Regions from separate parts of the Danio rerio genome. Here region 2 is linked to region 1. The links are chromatin contacts, called in public Micro-C maps. All regions are on one chromosome and are shown on one strand. Each heading gives the region's core, a stretch centred on a gene start, on an enhancer-like site or on the middle of the called end of the contact. The rest is flanking DNA. Distances are from core to core; before and after follow the strand shown.

Region 1 (4,700 bases), core at 1,100-3,599:
CTGAAAAGTTAAGCTGTTACCTTGCTGGGGACCATTTTGAAGCACTGTATAATATCATTGTGCCACAGCAAATGGTAGTATCATGGTAGTACAGCAAAGTTCCTTGATTGTTACGCCGGAACAATATTAAAGTCCCTATGTAGACCTAGAAAATAGCAACTTTTCTTTATAGTCTTAGTACATGATGTAAGTTGAGAAGACTAAAGTTTAAAATAGGCAAATTATCAAACATGATTTTTGGATTATTTTAAATCAGATGCTAATGGTCTAATCTGATTCAATGATTGATGCTAAGCTAAAAGTGCTCCAGCCAGAGCTAGAGAGTGGCTGAACTAATTTCTAATGGTAAACCAGGGGAGATGTAAAATTTATTAGCCTTTTTTGAAAAAGGGAAGTGTTCCTTTAAACATGGGAGTCAGCCAAATAAGGATGAGGATGCAAGCGCTGCAGGAGAAATAAAAATCTTGCTACGCATAGTGCATTAGTGACCATTAATTAGGTTTCATTTGGCAATGAGAGCCACTTGCATCAATGTAAATTATCTGTACAATTTATTAAGGGATTTATATAAGAGGTAGGAGAGAACAAGTGTTCTTTCAGCTATATTAACCCTTACTTCACACCTAGAGGAAAATAATCGTCTGCAGCTGAAAAAATATCAAGAGGTTTTAAAAATCAAGATTATGGAAGAACAAGAAAAGGCAATTGTGACTTTTTATTGCGAGTTCGATTTGAACTTATAAGAAATACAATTTATATCTTGCAAAAAAGTTATGATTTTTCTATTTTGAAAATTTTGCTGCAAGTTTATATTGTGCATTTCTAAAGAAAAAAAAATCTTGTAGATATGAACTCAGAATTATGTCTTTTTACCTTGTAAATTACATATTGCAATGATTTTTTTTCTCAAATTTGTTTATATGTTGTATTACTGAGATGTTTTTCTTCTTGAATTTCCTGGAAATTCTGTTCATAACTCACAACTAAATTTCTTTAGATCTCAACATTGTTTCTTCTTCTTCTTCTTCTTTGGCCTTTGTCCCGTATGGTTGCGGGGTTGGCTCTTTGGAACAAGTCCTCCATTTAGACTTGTCCATATGATAACGACTTTTTTACACATTCCGGCCGGCCTGTCACCCTTACACACAACGGACAATTTAGCCTTGTCTTTGGGGAAAATCGGAGCAAACCCACGTGAACGCAGGAAAAACATGCAAACGCCTCACAGAAATGCCAACTGAGCCAAGGTTCGAACCAGTGACCTTCTTGCTGTGAGGCGACAGCACTACCTACTGCACCACTGCTTCGCCCAGATCTCAACATTATTTATATCTCATAATTTGAATATGCTGAGTTAATAAAGGTTATCTAGACTGAATCAGTTACATACTTGTTACAATTTCTTTTTATAACCCACGTATATGCAACAAACAGTTCCCCTAAAAGTATTATTAGAATAGTAAAAGTCTTCATTTTAATATTAATTATAATTTGTACACAATTTTACAAATACCTTACTGCTTCAGGTTGGAAAACCATTGTGAATTTTGTAGATTTTGCAAGGGCTTCATAAATGTGAAAAGCAAGAGAGAAAGATGGGGTGGGCTGACCAAAAATAGTCACTTAAGGGATAATAATTAGCAAGGTCTGATTTGTTTCTATTTCTAGGGGGCCTCTAGGGTTTGTAGTAGTGTTGAGGATAGACAGAGAGCTTGTTCTTTTTAAAGTTTGCTTAATAGGGCCACCAAAAAATAGGTCAGTGTGCTCGTTTCACAGCATTAGGGTGCTTTTAATGGAGTCAGGTGATGGTTTCCTTCATCATTACGGTCAAAAATTCAAACAATTACGCTTGCAAGGGATTTACTTTTGCTTCAAGAATCATATTTAATATAAACTGTAAAAGTTTAGTTTGGTAAAAGTCTAAATACCCTTGTGTTTAATTCAAGTTGGCTACCATTGACGCCCCATCTAAACAATTAAAACATCACAAAATAGCACACCTCAATAAAAACTACAAACATTCGTCAACACGCTCTACTTCTTCTGTACTAGCGTAGGCTACTATATAGTACTTACTAAAGTGAATACTATCACAATTAAATATTACAATATATTTGGGTTTTTAATCATGAAGAGTTGTCAAATGACAGTTAAAAGTTTAAATATAGTCACCTGAAATATAGGTGCTTGGATTCCCTCGCCGATCTTATTCCTAATATAAATGTGTCGAGACATCTCGGCCAGCACATCGGTCCAGATCGGGGGTTGCTGGCCTGCTGGCCCGGCCCAGTGGAAGTTTGGAGGGTTTCGGACGGCTTGCTCCAGCTTCGGTGATGTGGGTTGAGTGCTGCCCCGCGACCGTCAAGAACCGCTCTGCTCTCGTGCATCAGAAGAGCCAGAAACTCGTCACAGTGTGACAGGTGTCAGGTGCGCGCGCACCACAGGCACAAGCACTGCGCGCTCGTGTGGCCACAGTGAGAGTCAGATTATTTTCCCTTTCTGTGGCTAGAATGAAATTAAGATATAAAAATATGCACTTTTAAGACGGACAACACATTTATATCAGTAGGTTTACTTGGGGAAAATAGCTGTTTTATAAAAAGGTGTGCTGTACTTTAATAAAACTACAAAGAATACATTTATGATTTAATGGGAATAGCAGCATCACTATCTGCTATCACCCACACAGTGGCGCTATTTCTTAAATATTCTAGTACAGTGGTTCTCAAACTTTTTTCTTTAAAGTACCACCTCAGAAAAGAATAGTCTCTCCAAGAACCACTATAATGAGCAGCAGTATTGAAATACAGAAGCGTAGTAAGCCCAGTAAAGCAGCTGCAGCTCTGCACAGTTCTAAAACGAGGCAGATAATAATTCCTATTATTTAAAATGTTTATTGTCAGCCACTTTAAACAATTTAAATAGCTTGAACATTAACACTGTACTGTGCTTATATGTGAAACATAAACAAATAAAAATAAAACATCAACGTTTAAATTAAAATATGCTTTTAAAAGTTAAAAATGAAAGGTTACTGTTCTTAAAAAGTAAAAAAAAAACTGTAATTAGTGTGTATCATGTGTGCATATGTATGGAGTTACCGTGTGCATATGTATGGAGTGTGTACATGTATAGGGTGTGTCTGTATGGTGTGTGTATATGTTAAGAGTGTATCATGTGCATATGTATGGAGTGTATATGTATAGAGTGTATCATGGAGTTTGCTATCGTTGTTTGGCTTCATCAAATCCCAGGATTTCAGTGGATTCATCACTCACCTTTCATGCCAGAGAGCCCGGTTCTATCCCAGATACTGACAGGAGTGCATCATGTGTGTATATGTATAATGTCTAATGTATAGAGTGTATATATGTATTGAGTGTGTACATGTGCATTTGTATGGAGTGTATCATGTGTGCATATGTATAGGGTGTATAATGTGTGCATATTTATGGAGTGTGTTATTGTTTGGTTTCATCAACTGCCATTAGCTCAGTGGATTTGTCGCTCACCTTTCATGCCAGAGACCTGGGTTCTATTTTGGACACTGACAGGAAGGCATCATGAGAGAATCATGTGTGCATGTGTATGGACTGTGTATGTGTATGGAGTGTATCATGTGCATATATATGGAATGTGTACATGTATAGGGTGTATTGTGAGTGTGTATGTGTATAGAGTGTATAATGTGTGCATATTTATGGAGTGTATTATGGAGTGTGTTATTATTTGGTTTCATCAACTGCCAGTAGCTCATTGGTTTCATCATCCACCTTTCACACCAGAAGCCAGTGTTCTATCCCAGACACTGACAGGAGTGCATCATGTGTGTATATGATATAGTGTAATGTATGGAGTGTATCATATCTGCATTTGTATAAAGTGTATATGGATGGAATGTATAATGTGTGTATATGTATGGAGTATGTAAATGTATAGGCTGTGTGTATACAGAATGTATATAGTGAGTCATGTGTGCATATATATATATATATATATATATTTAATACATATATCAGTAGCTCAGTGGATTCGTCACTCATCTCTCACGCCAAAGACTGGGGTTCGATCCCAGACACTGACAGAAGTGCATCATGCGTGTATATGTAATGTATGAAATTTATCGTATTTGTATAAAGTGTATATCTATGGAGTGTGTACATGTATTGTATGTGTCTATTTGTATAGGGTGTGTGTTTACATGTATAGTGTATATCGTGAGTGTGTAAATGTATATGGTGTATCGTGTGTGTCTATACATTTATGGAGTGTAATTTTCTGAGTTTATCATAACTGCATTTGTGCAAAGTGTATATGGATTTAATGTATCATGTGTGTATATATGATATGGAATATCATGTGTGTATATATGTATGGAGTATGTACATTTATAGTGTGTGACTTTTTGTATAGTGTTTATATGTGTGCATATGTATGAAGTGTATGATGGAGTGTGTTATTGTTGTTGGCTTCATCAACTCCCAGTAGCTCAGTGAATTCGTCACTCAACTTTCAAGCCAGCGACTGGGGTTCTATCCCAGACACTGACAGGAGTCCATCATGTGTGTTTATGTAATGAGTGTAATGCATGGAGTGTATCAAATTTGTATGCATATGTATGGAGTGTATCATGTGTGCATATGTATCAAGGGTGTATTGAGTGTTTACATGTATAGGGTGTATTGTATATGTGTAGAGTG
Region 2 (4,700 bases), core at 1,382-3,881, 150 kb after region 1:
TTTACAGTGTGCTCAGCCAGCTGGTTTGTCCATTCGCACACATTTTTACCACCACATAATCTCTTAAGACAAAATCACATGACTTTTTTAATGCGCATACTGGAGTTTGTTCAGTAAAAGTTTTTCCATCGTAATTTATGCGCATCTTTTGTTATCAAATAAAAGTTTATCCAACTCAGTTATGCACAGTTATGTTTTTTATGTGAATTTTCAAAATATATGCGCATCTTGGCATTTCCATTAACCAAAATTTTTTATGCGCATTTTGGATATTAGATCTTTTAGATATTAGAAATTAGATGGATGGAAACGTGGACATTGAAAAATATTGTGATATGAGTTTTAGCTCATATCGCCCACCTCTATTGTAAACACACATTAACAAGTCTGGCCATTAGAGTCACAAAGTCCTAATGTAAATCCCACTTAATACAAGCTGCTGTGTGGTTCTTGCACATGGTCCTTGTTTCCATCTCAGCTGAGTGAAACTGCCACAAATCCCCAAACGAATGCGTGATCGAGCACACTGCACTTGAACTGTGCTTATGCAACAGCCTGCCTGCTTCATGAAATATCAAACTCCAATCAGGAGTAAATCAGCCAAACCCTATTAGGTCTTGCTTTGTTTATAGAAGGGGTGTTTGGGAATAAAATAAACACTAATCAGTGAGAGAAATTTGTTATTTATTATGTGTAAGCAAAATAAATCAAACACTTATTATTGGAGACCATTTCTGTGAGACCACTAGCTGTAACAAATACAAAAACTGACATTGCATTGCATTGCATCAATATTTCTCTATACAACTGTAATAAAAATGCCAAAGCTGTGAATTTTGTAGCACTATAAAACAACAGAGTTGGTCACCAAAAGTTCTAGCCTGGTCCAAAACACATCAGATTTTGATTCAAGAGTAAAACCAATGTACACTCAAATAAGGAATATGTTTAGCCCAATAATTACTGCTTGCGATATTTGTTTGCCTTTTTATTTTTTAAATAAATGCTTTATGCTTTTAGAATTTTTTCTTTGTAATGACACTTTATGTTACAGTCAGAATTTACTTTAACTGACACTTGTAATGTTTTCATTTCTTCTTTCAACAATAAAATATATATTGAAAATCATTAATCTAAAACAAAATCACCAGATTTTCAAGAACTACATAATCTAGAATGTGTTTTGTAAGATTTATTAAAACAGATTACTGTGTTAGTAACAGAGAGGGAGGACACATATGTTGCTTCGAGTACATTAAAATTGTACTTGTGTTTATCCTAGATGCTGTAACCTACAGTATACAAAAGCTGTAAACAATGTGAGCTTAGTGTGAGTTTAAAGACTGTTTACTAAGGTTGCGAAGGGCATTAAAGTGTAATTAATGTTCAGCTTCTTTCACAGAACAATTGTTTTGCTTCATAAGACCTCAATCTTTCATAAGACCCAAAGGTATTCATTTTGTTTTGTTTTATTTGCTCTCATAGTGCCAATAGCTATAGTCTTCCTTTTTTAAATCCACTAAAGACCACCGTATCAGCTAAAAATGTCAATTAATCCTCTACTAAAGAAATTATGATTAGGTTATTGAGGTCAAGTTGGTTTTATATTCACACATTCATTCTGTGACTACTTGTGACAGGGTCCCTATCCAATATTGTTTACCATGCTACTTTGAATATTCTGTCAGAAATTACTTCAAAACAACATTAGCACTATTTAATTGACTGAACAATGTTGTACTTTGATAGTCTTTGGCTGCAAACATGATTTCTCTATTTAAAATTTGAACATACTTTTCTGAAAATATAATATTAGAAAATTCTGAATGTGCGAATACAAAACCAACTTTAATTCAATATATATATATATATATATATATATATATATATATATATATATATATATATATATATATATATATATATATTGATGGCCTAAGTGTGTGTGTGTGTGTGTGTGCGTGTGTGTGCGTGTGTGTGTGTGCGTGTGTGAGAGAGAGTATTTATTTATTTATTTATTTTTCATTTGTGGGTGTACTGTCCCTTTAAGCAGCCTAATGACATGTATTGAGAATGTTGACAAGTTACAAGCCAAATCTTAGATGGATAGATGAGTAAGGCAAAGCATGAACAACTCGGAAACTTCAGTCAACATAATAAATTACAAAATAATCGCAAGAAAAACAAACACCGGCCTGTCAGGTCGCACCGCATATGCATACTTTCACCTTCTTCTGCCAATGAAAGACATCGTTTTCTCCCAAAAAGCAACCTTTGTGCTTTAGCTTTCGATTTGACAGTCAGAGTTATGTTTGTTTCTATACATACATAGCAGAAACTCGCAAAGGTAAAGCGATTATAAAATGGCATAGCAGCCAAGTCATTCAAACAGCTCGCAAATGTAACTTATCCCCAGTTCGCCTTTCTGCGCACAACACACCAACCAAACAACACATTTCTTTATATGGTCTTTTATCTTGGTTGTGCAACCAGTAAAGAAACTCCAGACTCATCCTTCGGATTGTTTCACAGATCAGATGTACTCACGTCTCAGAAAGCGCTGTGTCAATCCATATTATCATCGGCACAGTTGTGGTGCATGCGAATCTGTGTTGCCAAATTCCAGTGCGCTGCCTCTCGCTTTTCCTCGCTGCGCTGCTGCATAGAGTGGCCCCGCCCTGATGCGTGATGTCGCCGCGTCTGGCCCCGCCTTCCCCACGCGCTCTGCCCGCAACTACACGTGCAAGGGAAAACATTAAATAATTAGGCTAATCAAGACAACGCTGTCACAGAAAATAAAACAGTATACGAGTATAACAAACTGACTTGCTTCTAATTCATTTAATTGTGAATGTGTGAACTTTTATAGATCTAAATCCCTTTTAGGCTATTATTTGTTATGGAATTAAAAGGGCATATTACTCCTTTGACTGCCTGCTCTACCAAATTGTTGACCATGTTTTGACTGTTTTAAATATTGACTGTTAAATTAATTTAAAAAATGACTGTTTTAAATAATGGTTACAGCATTGTTGGTTTACAAAAAAATCAAACACACATAAGCATGTTATACTACTACAATTGATTTTGGTTTTAGCCTATTGTAAAACAAAACAAAACAAGAAAGCATGTTAAATGAGAATCTGACATTTTTATGGCATACTTCAAAAAATAAAGATGATTTAGATGATTTTAAATAAATTAATCTTACACTTCATATTTTCGGATATTTTATAGTAGCTGTATTAATTCCGATACTTTTATCATAAACCGACATCAACCATTTATTAGAGGCTGATATTTTAGAAATTATGGGATGTGTTGAAAAAAAATGAATTGAGTGCCAACTAGCGATATAGGAGCTTTTTCCTTGGGGTAGTTAAGGGGTTAAATATTCTCTCTTTTTATCAATTTAGTTGCACAAAAATTAATCCCTCAATGAAAGTCTCCATAATTATTAAGAAAGGCATACATAGTATTTGAACAATAGGCTAATTTGGTCTATGAATGAGTTTGTGCACGTTTCTTTGATTATTATCGGATTAAATGTTATTAATACCTTGTGTTGGTAGATTTGATCGTCTGTTGCATGGCGTAATGTTTCTGCAATGTCAAGTCTATTTCGTAGCACGACTAATGTTTGATATTATTAATTTGCAGGATCTATATTGCCATCATGCGGAGGGTTTTAGAAATACAGCACAGTTTTAATTTCACTTTCATTTTGCGGTGATTTTTTTTCAGGCACAATAACAAAAGATTGTAACAAAATAATTGTAGCAAAATGTAAACACGTGTAAAGTCTTAGTTAAATTCCTTATAAAATATTTTTTAAAACCATAAAAGAATGAATATGAGTATAATATAAATAAATCAATCAATAAATAATATAGATGTGCCCAAATTGAAAAGACAGGAGACGGTGATCCTGTAAAACTCAACCAACAGCTTAATTTCTTTATTTCTTTACAAAATTAGCACAGTGAGTATTGGGAGGTGTTCCTATCCTCTCATGAACACAAGGAAAACCGCGCGCTATCTCTCCCCCTCCCTGTTTTTTATCCTCTCATACGCTTCCCCCTCTTTTTCCTGACACCTCCCTCCATAACATATAAAACACACTGGCCCAGTTTCACAAACAGGGCTTAGATTAAGCCAGGACTAGGCCTTCGTTAAATTAGGCTATTTAAGCCAAATTTATAAAAATGGCCTTGGAAAAATATATTATTGGTGTGCACCTGGTGAAAAAAATTACACTGATGTATTTTAAGACATCTCACTGCAAGTTATTTAGACTTGAGAAAGCTCAAACATGTAATTTAATATTGACTAGCCTTAAACGTTGTTTTTGAAACTGGAGGACTATGCTTAACATCTGACCTCAGCGCTACAAAATAGCCTACGTATAATTTTTTTATTTTTTTATTTTTTTATTTTTTATATAAATATGTGCTCTCTAAGTGACACGGTGGCTCAGCACTGTCGACTCACAGGTTGCTGGTTCAAATTCTGGGTCAGTTGGTATTTCTATGTGGAGTTTGCATGTTCTCCCTGTGTTCGCGTGGGTATCCCCTACATTCCAAAGAATTGTGGTATAGGTGAATTGAATAAACTAAATTGGCGTAGTGTATGTGTGTGAATGAGTGTGGATGTTTCAGCTGGAAGAGCATCCGGTTCATCCGCTGTGTGGTGAACCCTGA

Evidence for each region. A called contact is a pair of places that touch in the nucleus more often than the background predicts.
Region 2: a contact with region 1 is called in a Micro-C map of caudal fin, with 10 times the contacts expected there. The contact joins the promoter of inpp4ab here to the promoter of cacnb4b in region 1. A contact is called at or near these places in 2 of 18 Hi-C or Micro-C datasets (caudal fin and an unstated tissue) and 1 of 4 datasets of contacts at active chromatin or transcription factors (embryo).

What each region holds. Positions count from the first base shown.
Region 1 is chr6:15,117,639-15,122,338 of GRCz12tu, forward strand. cacnb4b (calcium channel, voltage-dependent, beta 4b subunit) reads right to left here and starts at 2,350. Exons shown (of 14, transcript NM_001113516.1): 1 at 2,173-2,350. The coding sequence starts at 2,235. The region is part of intron 2 of LOC141386203 (a long non-coding RNA gene); the gene reads left to right.
Region 2 is chr6:15,262,986-15,267,685 of GRCz12tu, forward strand. inpp4ab (inositol polyphosphate-4-phosphatase type I Ab) reads right to left here and starts at 2,632. Exons shown (of 22, transcript NM_001128547.1): 1 at 2,548-2,632.